Regions from separate parts of the Macaca mulatta genome. Here region 1 is linked to region 2. The links are chromatin contacts, called in public Hi-C maps. All regions are on one chromosome and are shown on one strand. The core of a region is the stretch at or near the end of the contact, and the rest is flanking DNA. Distances in the headings are between cores, read along the strand shown.

What was found. A called contact is a pair of places that touch in the nucleus more often than the background predicts.
Region 1: a Hi-C map of blood shows a contact between it and region 2, with 2.0 times the contacts expected there. The contact joins the promoter of SUSD1 here to the promoter of PTBP3 in region 2. A contact is called at or near these places in 2 of 14 Hi-C or Micro-C datasets (CD4 T cells and blood).

Annotation. Positions count from the first base shown.
Region 1 is chr15:46,135,001-46,141,124 of T2T-MMU8v2.0, forward strand. It overlaps SUSD1 (sushi domain containing 1), which reads left to right and starts at 4,369. Exons shown (of 14, transcript XM_077968340.1): 1 at 4,369-4,797. The coding sequence starts at 4,695.
Region 2 is chr15:45,975,965-45,981,335 of T2T-MMU8v2.0, forward strand. PTBP3 (polypyrimidine tract binding protein 3) reads left to right here and starts at 3,647. Exons shown (of 14, transcript XM_077968333.1): 1 at 3,647-3,796.

The DNA of each region.
Region 1 (6,124 bases), core at 3,119-5,618, 160 kb after region 2:
TCACACTGGAATCCAACACTGAGAAGAGCAGCTTGGGGGGAAATCTCCCTAGAGATACTGAACCGGTGTTCAGAATGAAATTTTTCTATTTGCCCGCCCTCTGCCTCCCCATACCCGTGGCTCCCCAGAGTCCTCTCAGAGTTCTCCCGAAATCCCATTCACTTATGTCTCAGGAATATTGGGAAAATGGGGCTTTCCAAGGTGTCTTTCCTGTAAACCTGATCCCATATAGATCTGCCAGAACCAAAATTAATTTGGAAAGTCCTTAATATTTGCCTATCTGATAAAATAAAAATAAAAAATGGCATGTATATTTTTTGTCATTGAATCTTTAAAAACAATTTTAAACTTTTTTTTTTTTTTTTTTTTTTTTTTGAGACGGAGTCTCACCCTGTTGCCCAGGTTGGAGTGCAGTGATGCAATCTTGGCTCACTACAACCTCTGCCTCCCGGGTTCTCGCCATTCTCCTGCCTCAGCCTCCCAAGTAGATGGGAGTACAGGTGCCTGCCACCACGCCTAGCTAATTTTTTTATATTTTTAGTAGAGATGGGGTTTCACCGGGTTAGCCAGGATGGTCTCAATCTCCTGACCTTGTGATCCACCCGCCTCGGCCTCCCAAAGTGCTGGGATTACATGTGTGAGCCACTGTGCCCAGCCAATTTTAAACATTTTTAAGGCCGGGCATGGTGGCTCACGCCTGTAATCCCAGCACTTTGGGGGGCCAAGGCTGGTGGATCATTTGAGGTCAGGAGTTCAAGAACAGCCTGACCAACATGGTGAAACCCCATCTCTACTAAAAGTACAAAATTAGCCAGGTGTGGTGGCACGTGCCTGTAATCCCAGCTACTTGGGAGGCTAAGGCGGGAGAATCGCTTGAACTCGGAACGCAGAGGTTGATCGTGCCATTGGACTCCAGCCTGCGCAACAAGAGTGAGACTCTGTCTCAAAAATAAACGACAAACAAAAATTTTTAAGTGTACAGTTCAGTGTTAGATCCATTCACATTGTTGTGCAATCATCACCACTATCCATCCACAGAACGCTTTTCATCTTGCAAAACTGAAAGTTGATACCCACTAAACACTAAGTCCTAGCCAGGCATGGTGGCTCACAACAGCAATCCCAGAACTTCGGGACGCTGAAGCAGGAGGATCCCTTGCGGCCAATAGTTCAAGACTAGCCTGGGCAACACAGCAAGACCCTGTCTCTGCATTTTTTTTTTTTTAATTAGATGGGCATAATGGCATGTGCTTGTAGTCCCAGCTACTTGGGAGGCTGAGGTGGAGGGATCGCTTGAGCTTGGGAGGTCAAGGCTGCAGTGAGCCATGATTGCACCACTGCACTCCACCCTGGGTGACAGAGTGAGATCCTCCTGTATTAAAGAAAGAAGAAGAATGAGGAGGAAATGGAGGAGAGGAGGAAGGAGAAGAAGAAAGCTTCTTTCGAGCTCTTTTTAAGAAAATGCTGGTATATTAACCATGCTCTCTTAAAAGAACATTTTTCTTAAGTCAAATACTTTGTCAGCAATAATCCCACTGTTCCTACAAATTTAACAATGGTTAAAATATTCTGTTTTAATTCTTGTGACAAATACTGTTGGATGAGGAGATAATTTTTCATTATGTGATCCAATGAACTCACCATTGAGTAAGAAGTATTTTTTAAACCAAAAATATATATTTGATATGTAAAAATCAGCCAATGAAAAGAAAAGATGAAAGTCATACAATCTAATGTGGAATATAGAGTAAGATGGATTGTACTGAAATGTAATTTTCAAAAAATTGAAAACATGACTTAGGCAACTATAAGATGAAAACCTATATAAGATTCTATTCAAGTAATTGATTAATGGAGGACTCAGTAAGTTGTTGACCTCAAAGGAAAATTAGTAAGATGTTAAGGTTCAAAGGAAAATCTGACATCAGGAATGATGACATGAATTTGCTAATAGGTGCCAAACTGGTTAACTAGTTAATATCATATAGGACAAAATGAAATTAGTGGGTTTAACTTATTTATTTTCTGGCAGAAAGGACTGATCACTTATATTTCTCCTGGAAAATATTCATTTTCACTGCTATGGACATAAATCTTTTGCATTATCATCAGTTTTCTGCAAGTTAATTTCTAGCCCTCTAGTGCTGCAAAATAGCCTAGTCAACAGGAAGTCCAGCGAAGGTGCACCCAGCGCCCCACTGAAAGGATACCCAGTAATCTCTTTTGCCCATTTCCAAGTTTTGGACAATTTTTCCTGACATTATCAATAAAAAATGTATGTGTATACATATATATTTAAATTTATTTATTTTGCAAGGGGCCACAGTGGGGATGAAGTGGTATAGGTTGGTTAAAAATCTTAAGTGAATGGTGTATTTGTTGAAACAATCACATGATTTCTAAGTTCCAAGTTTACGGAGAGCTGAACTTTAAAAATGTGTCTAAATAATAGAGACACACCACACCATCAACTGCTCCCCAAACAGGCGCCTGTCTTTGTTGATCAAAAATAATTTTCAAGAAAACCTGCTAAGAAAAGCACTTGTGAGGCCAGATGCAGTGGCGCACTCCTGTAATCCCAGCACTTTGGGAGACCCAAGTGGGAGGATTGCTTGAGCCAAGGAGTTGGAGACCAGCATGGGTAACATAGCCAGATCCTGTCACTACAAAAAAAAAAAAATTTTTTTTTAAATGAGCTGGGCATGATGCTGCACCCCTGTAGTCCCAGCTACTGGGGAGGTTGAGGCTGGAGGACTGCCTGAGCCCAGGAGGTTGAGGCTGTGGTGAGCTGTGCACTCCAGCCTGGGCAACAGAACCAACCCCTGTCTCCCCAAGAGGAAAAAAAAGCCTAGGAAGATGAGTTTTTTTCTTTGTTGTTTTTGTTTGTTTGTTTGTTTGTTTTAACAGAGGAGGGTCTCACTCTATTGCCCACATGGGCCTTGAATTCCTGGGCTCAAGCAATTCTCCTGCCCTTCAGCCTCTTTAGTAGCTGGGACTACAGGCACGCCACACTTCACCCAGCTTGAAGTTGATTTTTAACTACTATGACTCCACCACTCTAGCCCTTGTATGGGTGTGTTTGAAAGTGGTTAGATTTAGGGCAGGCTCATGGCAGAGAGTAAGCAAGTGAGGATATGGGGGGAAGTAGTGGGGTGCCTGCTCTCGGATGCTCTCCCACAGACATCACAAGCTCAAAGCCTTCAAACCGGATCTTATTTATTTCCTCCTCTCTCATTAGTCACAAAACCCAGTGGATTCCATTCTTACACACTGATGTCTTCACACTCATTTGTCAATGCCCAGCTGTAGGATCGATCGATCGATCGATCGATCTATCTATCTATCTATCTATCTATCTATCTATCTATCTATCTATCTAGAGTCTCACTCTGTCGCCCAGTCTGGAGTGCAGTGGTGCGAGCTCGGCTCATTTCAACCTCTGCCTCTTGGGTTCAAGTGATTCTCCCACCTCAGCTTCCCCAGCAGCTGGGATTACAGGTGCCTGCCACCACGCTCACCTAATTTTTTTCTTTTCTTTTTTTTTGTTTTCAGTAGAGACAGGGTTTCACCAAGTTGGCCAGGCTGGTCTCGAGCTCCTGACTTCAAGTGATCCACCCGCCTCGACCTCCCAAAGTGTTGGGATTACAGGTGTGAGCCACCGCCCCGGGCCAGGACATGTCTTCTATTGCCTGATTCCTGCAGCAGCTCCGGGCTGGACTCTGCCTTCCACATCCCAATCCCAACCCCAATCCTAATGCCATGGAACAGCCAGATATGTGTCAATGATGAAGTCATTCCCTGCTTAAAACTGTGACAGCTTCCCAGCGACCTCCTTCACTTGGGTTAGGAGGGCTAACTTCCCTCTGCAGCTCAACGCCTGTCTCCAACCCTCTGCTCCCACTCTAGGTCCCCATTCCCCATTTCTACAACAAACTCTCGCTTAGATTCCTCCCCAACGTCCTTCTCATCTTTGGGTCTTGGTTTACTCCCTCCCTGGGGGTGGAATACGGCTGTGATGGAGGGAGGGGCTGGCATCAGCGCGACCCAGCGCGACCCAGTGGGACCCAAGCTCCTCGGAGCAGCGGGGACTGATGCCAGTCCCTCCCTCCATCACAGTCCTCCTCTCTCTCACACCAGGTGATCAGGTGTCACCTGGTCAAGTGTGTCGCCCCTGGGTGGCCTGGGCCTGGGTCTTCCGACCTCTCACCTGGGCCTTGCGCTGCGGTCACCTCATCTAGCTCTCTTTCACGTCCTCGAAGATTTCTGCCCTTTGTTCCCCTCACCCGTCTCCCCGGGGGTGCCTCCCTGAGCCCCGGAGTGGCTTGGATTCCCCGAGACACTTCCTCCCCAGCACTCTCCGGGGCTCTGCCTCCAGCTGTGTCATTATCCGATGAGTGTCTTTCCACCTTTGCGAATGTGAGCGGCCAGAGGGCCTGGCACGCAGCAGGTGCGCTAAGTAGTGAACGCGCGGAGCCAGAGACCGACACGGAACGGGCGTGTCCAGCGCTCAGACCCTGCCAGGAGGAAGGACCCGCGCCCTGCGGCCTCCCCGGGACCCCGCAGCGCCCCCCGCTTCCCCCTGCGGAGCCGGAAGCCGCCGGCTGGTCCCCTCCCCGCGGCGCCTGCAGCCTTATCTCTGCGCCCCGAGGGCCCCGGGAGGAGCCGCGGGCGCACCGGGAGGGACGGGCGGCGGCATGGGCCGGGGGCCCCGGGGTGCAGGCCCGCCTCGCCGCCTGCTGCCGCTGTTGCTGCTGCTCGGCCTGGCCCGCGGCGCCGCGGGAGCGCCGGGCGCCGACGGTGAGTGTGGGCGGGGACGGACACGGGCGGCCCCAGCTGGGCCTCGAGGACTCTGGGCGCACGGACGCTTCCCTGCCCCTGGGCCGGGCCGGCGCGGTGCCGAGGCGTGGGGCGCAGGTGGGACCCGCGCCGGCCGTTGGAGATCGGCAAGGAGGAGCTCAGAGAAGAGAGGAGCTCCCCGCCGGGCTTCCCTGCCCCCGCCCGACCCCGCGTCACCGGGGGACGCCGGTTTTGAGGCGGCCTGGCCGGGTCCCCAGGGACCTCTGCTGCCCAGGAGGCGGGGGTGGGGGCTGGGCGCGAGCGCGGACGCGGGCAGGGCGGCGCCCGGGGGAGGGCGGGAGGCCAGGGCGTTCTGCGGCGATGTCACGCTTCCGGCTCTGCGGTGGCTTTTGCTTGACACATTTGTGACCCGAAGCAATTTTCTTTCCACTTTTAATTTTTTCACTTTGTTAGAGAGCCAAGTGCTAAATATGGTGAGAAGGAAGCGTAAGGAAGAGTACAGGAATGAAGTCATTAATTCACTCATTCATTCAACAGATGGCCCTTGAACAGCTTCCCTGTGTGCAATGAGGGCGGGCAGCGAGGGCCCTCGTGGAGCTCACTGTCTGGAGGATTTAGACCAGCAAATGTTCTATTTCCAAGCGATCGAGGGAGTTGTTTTTCCTCCTCTGCAAAATGCAATGTTGAGCGGAGTAGGAATTACACAGAGGATTCAGACACGCAGGGGAGGTGACATTCTTCCACATAACTGTACTACAAGGCAGAATGGCATGAGTGTTCTGAGAAGGTGTGGGTGGTGAGGGCAGGGAAAGGGAAACCGGTGGTGACCCTTGAGCTGGGCCATCAATGATTGGTCATATTTGGATATGGGAAAATGTGGAAAAGGTATCCCAGCTCATAGCAGCAGGCACTGCCACCTCTCCACAAATGTGTGTAGAATGAATGAATTCCCTCAGAATTCTGGCTCGGGGGAGAAGGGAAAGAAGCAAGGAGAGGCACCAAAGGTAGAGGGCGAAGTGCCTTGACTGGCAGACCTAGGCCTTTGGACTTAGCTGTGCCTGGAAGCCACTGGAAGCTGTTTCAGGGAGTGACATGAAAAGTGAGTGTAGCCAGTTCTAGGTGCTTCCGGAGCCGCAGGTTAAGGTGCGGACATGGCCAAATCCAAGCACAACACCACACACAACCAGTCCCGAAAATGGCACAGAAAATGGCATCAAGAAACTCCAATCACAAAGATACGAATCTCTCAATCGAATGGACCCCAAGTTCCTGACAAACATGTGCTTTGCCAAGAAGCACAACAAGAAGGGCCTAAAGAATATGCAGG
Region 2 (5,371 bases), core at 2,397-4,896:
GCAGGGGAAAGAGTTAAGGCTTCACCTTTTTTTTTTTTTTTTTTTTTTTGAGACAGAGTCTCGCTCTGTCTCAGCTCACTGCAAGCTCCGCCTCCCGGGTTTATGCCATTCTACTGCCTCAGCCTCCGGAGTAGCTGGGACTACAGGCGCCCGCCACCTCGCCCAGCTAGTTTTTTGTATTTTTTAGTAGAGACGGAGTTTCACCGTGTTCGCCAGGATGGTCTCGATCTCCTGACCTCGTGATCCGCCCGTCTCGGCCTCCCAAAGTGCTGGGATTACAGGCTTGAGCCACCGCGCCCGGCCAAGGCTTCACCTTTTTTGTTGTAAACTGTTTTCTGTTTTCTTATATCTAGGCTTCTGTTGTAAAGCTGGACATTGAGTATTTAGGAAATGCCAAACAGTTTTGTTAATTTCAGTCAGGTGCACTGTCTTTACATTGCAGACTTCTCAGAATTATTGTTAGTATGAATAATAAATTTCAGACACACTTCATATTTACCTTTATTTATTGAGAGATGGGGTCTTCCTGTTATTTTTTAATATTGAAATTTGGAATAGCAAAGATAGGGGTGATGTTCTGCTATTTTTAATATTAAAATCTGTTAGCTTAAAGCATAGGGTAAGAGATACATAATTTTAATAATTTATTTTTATTTTTATAAAAATATAGAGACAGGGTTTCACCATGTTGCCCAGGCTGTTCTCACACTCCTGAGCTCAAGCAATGCTGCCGCTTTGACCTCCCAAAGTGCTGGGATTACAGGTGTGAGACATCATGCCCAGCCAATTTTTTTTTTTTAAATAAACTGTAAATTGGTGCAGCCTTTTGGGAATCATTTTCAAAAAAATTATCAAATTTGAATCATAGTGGCTATAAAGGCTTTATATAAAGGATTGTGGGAGTATATAAAGGATAAAAAGGCTTATATCCTTTGTTTCTCAATTCTACTTCTAGGGATCTATTCCTCAGATGTAATAATACGCGTGCAAAGATATTCATACATTCATGATATTTTCTGCAATAGTGTTATTTTGAATACTTGGAAACAATGTAATTTCCACTGTTTTGGAAAAGGTTAAATTATGAAATGAAATTATGAGGCTGGCCATAGTGGTTCACGTCTGTAATCCCAGAACTTTGGGAGGCCGAGGTGGGTGGATCATTTGAGGTCAGGAATTCAAGACCAGCCTGGCCAACATGGTGAAACCCCGTCTCTACTAAAAATACAAAAATTAGCCAGGCAGGGTGGCAGGCGCCTGTAATCCTAGCTACTCCAGAGGTTGAGGCAGGGGAATCGCTTGAGCCTGGGAGGTGGAGGTTGCAGTGAGCTGAGATTGCGCCACTGCACTCCAGCCTGGAGTCTCCCTTTGTCACACAGGATGGAGTGCAGTGGCACGATCTCGGCTTACTGCAACCTCCACTTACTGGGTTCAAGAGATTCCCGTGTCTCGGTCGCCCGAGTAGCTGGGATTACAGGCGTGCGCCACCAAGCCGGACTAATTTTCCTATTTTTAGTAGAGACGGGGGTTTCACCATGTTAGCCAGGCTGGCTTTGAACTCCTGACCTTAAATGATCTGCCCGCCTTGGCCTCCCAAAGTGCTGGGATTACAGGCATGAGCCACCACGCCCGGCCATAATCCAGGATTTTTAGGTGAAAAAAAAAAAAAGAAAAAGAAAAAGAAAAAAAAGAAAAATGGTAAAGGTTGCCCGGCGCGGTGGCTCACGCCTGTAATTCCAGCACTTTGGGAGGCCGAGGTGGGTGGATCACGAGGTCAGGAGTTCGAGACCAGCCTGACCAACATGGTGAAATCCCGTCTCTACTAAAAACACAAAAACTAGCCGGGCGTGGTGGCGGGCGCCTGTAATCCCAGCTACTCAGGAGGCTGAGGCAGGAGAATCACTTGACCCGGGAGGTGGAGGTTGCAGTGAGCCCAGACTGTGCCACTGTACTCCAGCCTGGGAGACAGAGCAAGACTCCGTCTCAAAAAAAAAAAAAAAAAAGGTAAAGGTCTCGAAGGATGCACGCAAAATTTTTACAGTGGTAGACATGGGCGGGGGTGGTTTGGGAAGAAAAATATAATTAATAACTTTTCAATATTTTATATCATTTGAATTTTCCAAAATGAGCATTTATGCTGATATTACTTGTGTAGCTAAAAAAAAAGTTAAGGAAATTTCATCAACAGAATATATCCCAAATACAGCGATAGAAAGACTGCATCAGCTACTTATCTTGTTGATTCTACATTTCCATCTGGCAATGTTTACAAATGCAACTTAATATTTAGATTTAATATACAAAACAAAATATATTTGACATTTTGGAAGAGGGACTGAGGTTAGATACAGTACTTTAAGAATGACCTCACCGAATCACTCTACCTATGTGAAAAGTTTTATGCCAAAAACATACATAAACTGACTGAGGAATCCATTCAACAGTGACGGCTGGAACCTGATTTTCTTTTGTATCCATGCAGTGCCCGGCACATAGTAGGTTAATACTGACTGAATGATGAATGAGTCCACAGTTTAGATCTTTTTAGTAGCACCTACTGATCTGAAAGCAGGAAATTAGCAAGGATAGATGTTTGAAGTTCTTGTTAGTTGCTTTTCAAATGACGAAGCCACGGGGAGGAGCCCCGCTCTTTTTTACTCAGGAGGTTAAGACTTTTGCTTAACAGTTTAGTGGGTTACGTTTTGGTGATCTTTGAGTTGAAAAAGTATTCTATTTCACACTAAAAAGGGAAAAAAGCAAGCGTGTTGTCACTCGTTGTATTATATATATACTTTTTGCTCAGACCAGAGGAGAGGGCTCTCTGATGCAAACGTTTCCTGGTTGTGAAACTGTGAGCAAATCACTCTCTTTATATCCATATTTTCATCTGAAAAAAGCGAATAATGAGTAAACTTTTTTAAAATGCTAGAAATATAGCCATTCCATGTTTCTACAATGAATTTTTCATGTACATTCAATACTAGACGGTCAGGTCGAAATGCACTCAGATACTTAGAGTGTATACAAATTCCAGTCCGGGCGGCCTCTTTCACCTCATTCATCGCCCCAGCCACACCTATGGGGCTGCTGCCGGTACCAGCGGTCGACTCCAGCGCGAAGCGGCCAGAGGCTGGCCCCTGGACGTGCCATCTACAGCCTTGCGCACGCGGGGCAATTCTACCTCGTTTCTGGGGTCCTCGCGGGACATTCCTGCCTACTCTTGGGAGTCGGGTCCCCAAGGCTTTTCCCGCCGGCAGAGGGAGGCATTCAAACCCGGCAGCCCGGGTCTGCGAAGCCGGAAGGCCCGCGGGGCCGCGAGAGGGCGGGTGGGGCGCGCGGCGGAGCGGGAAGCACAAGGCGCGCGCTCCCGCGAACGCAGGAGGGAGGCTGGGGGCGCGCGCGCGCGCCGGGATGAGGGGCCGAGAGGCGGGGTCTTACAGCGACCGCTGGAAGAGGGCGCCCCAGAGCCGAGCCGGAGGCCGGCTGCGAGCCGGGCGAGGGTGGGCGCGAGCGCAGGGGCGGGCCCCGAGGGAGGGCGGGGACGCTGAGGGGGCGGGGGCGGGCCAGACGGGGACGCGCTCGCGGGGTGGGGAAGGCGGGGGCGCGGCGGTGGCGGGAGCGTGCCCGGTCCCCGCCCCTGTTTCCCACTCTCCTTCCACCTCGGACCGGCCGGGGCTCCGCAGAGGCGACGCTCGCTTGTCCCCGGAACCGCCCTGCTGCCGCCGCCTGCTTCCTCCGCTTGCGGTTAGCCCGTCAGTCCCTGCTCTGTGCGCGCCTCCGTCTGGGCCATGGATGGGTAAGTGCTAGGCGGCGTGGCGGCCGCACCGGGTTGCTCTGGCGCCGCTTCCACCCGGCTCTCGGCGGGACGCGCAAGGGCTGGGAAGCCGTGCGCGGCGCCGGCGGCCGGAGGAGCGGCCCCGGCCAAGCCCGACGGTGGGGCTTCCGGGCGTCTCTGTGGGGATCCCGGAATCGCCGAGGCGCGGTCCGCCGCAGCCTCTCTTTTCCCCACGCGGTGCCCGGGACACGTCCGCTCCTTCCCAGCCTTACTCGACACACCCGGGAGCGGAAGAAAGCCCGGTCCGGCCGCGGTGCCGAGGTCCGCCTTCCGCGCCCCGAGTCCGGGGAGCCCAGCTCGGCCTCCCGACACTTCCTCTCAGAAAATGGTGCGCGGCGCTGGGGGAGGCGGAGGCGGCGCGCGGGGCGGGCGTCCTCCTGCCGGGGGAGTTGCTGTTTACCGGCGAGGTGGGGCGAGCGGCCGACGGCGGGTGCAGGCGTCGGTACCCGTCTGGGCGGCGACCTGGTCTCAAGCCGCGGTCCCACGCGGGGTCCCCGGGCCGCCGCGGGACTTGGCCGAGGTCTCCCGACTTGTGCTGTGAGATACGTTAACGTTTTCTCGACATCAGGGATCTGGACTTAGTGACCGTGGACGCTTCCCCCTCACCATTCTCTCTCCCCAAGAAACTTAATGAATTCTCTGCCCGCGTATGTAAAATATGATGTACGAGCGATTTTCGGGGGCCTTTCAAATGCTCAAAAATTTAATGGGGGTCCGTGACCAAAATAAAAAGATTTAGAGTCTATGTATATGAACGGTGCTCTGGGGACTCAGGGATATGGGGTGGGACTTGACATATTTTGGTAATTAAAGTAACAACTATGTTAGGATCTTGGTGAATTAATTGAAGGTTGTAGTGTCTGTACCTACAGATTAAAAAAAAAATCTCCAACTCGGTTTATTCCCTTTATGTATTTGAGGTTTTGTTTGGCTTGTTACCTACTTTCGATGACAAGATTTCTGTAAGGTTGTGGAATATATGCAACTTGCTAGAACAGTAAAAGTCGTTCACATGTTGCCATATAGTTGATAATTGTTATGCTATTTGAAGAAGATGAAATCTTCCAACAGGTTTTGACCTCATTAGATTTCATTTATTTTACTTTCACAATATTAAGTGTATATGACATTTCGGATTGATTCATTTGAATACAGATTGCACACTGCTCCAGATATCGAAGTGGAATTTTAGATTTTATTCATGATTGGGATGTTCTTTATTTTTATTTAATTGAAGCTTTAAAAATTTTCTTAAAATTATAACTTTTGGGTCCACAGTAGGTGTGTATATTTTGGGGGGAATTGAAGCTGTTTTTATTGTTTGAAGTTTCTTCGAGAATATTGTTGAAAACTTATTTCACATTGCCTTATTCAGTTAGATTTTATATGTTGAAACATTTTGTGGTCGTAAAGATTTGTGTCGTACTAATATTTTGGTTCAGGCAGGCTGTGAAATTAGCATTTCATTATGTGTAGTTAATTGTCTGGAGGGTTTGACTTAAATATGGATGCAGGCTATTCTTTTGTGTCATAAAA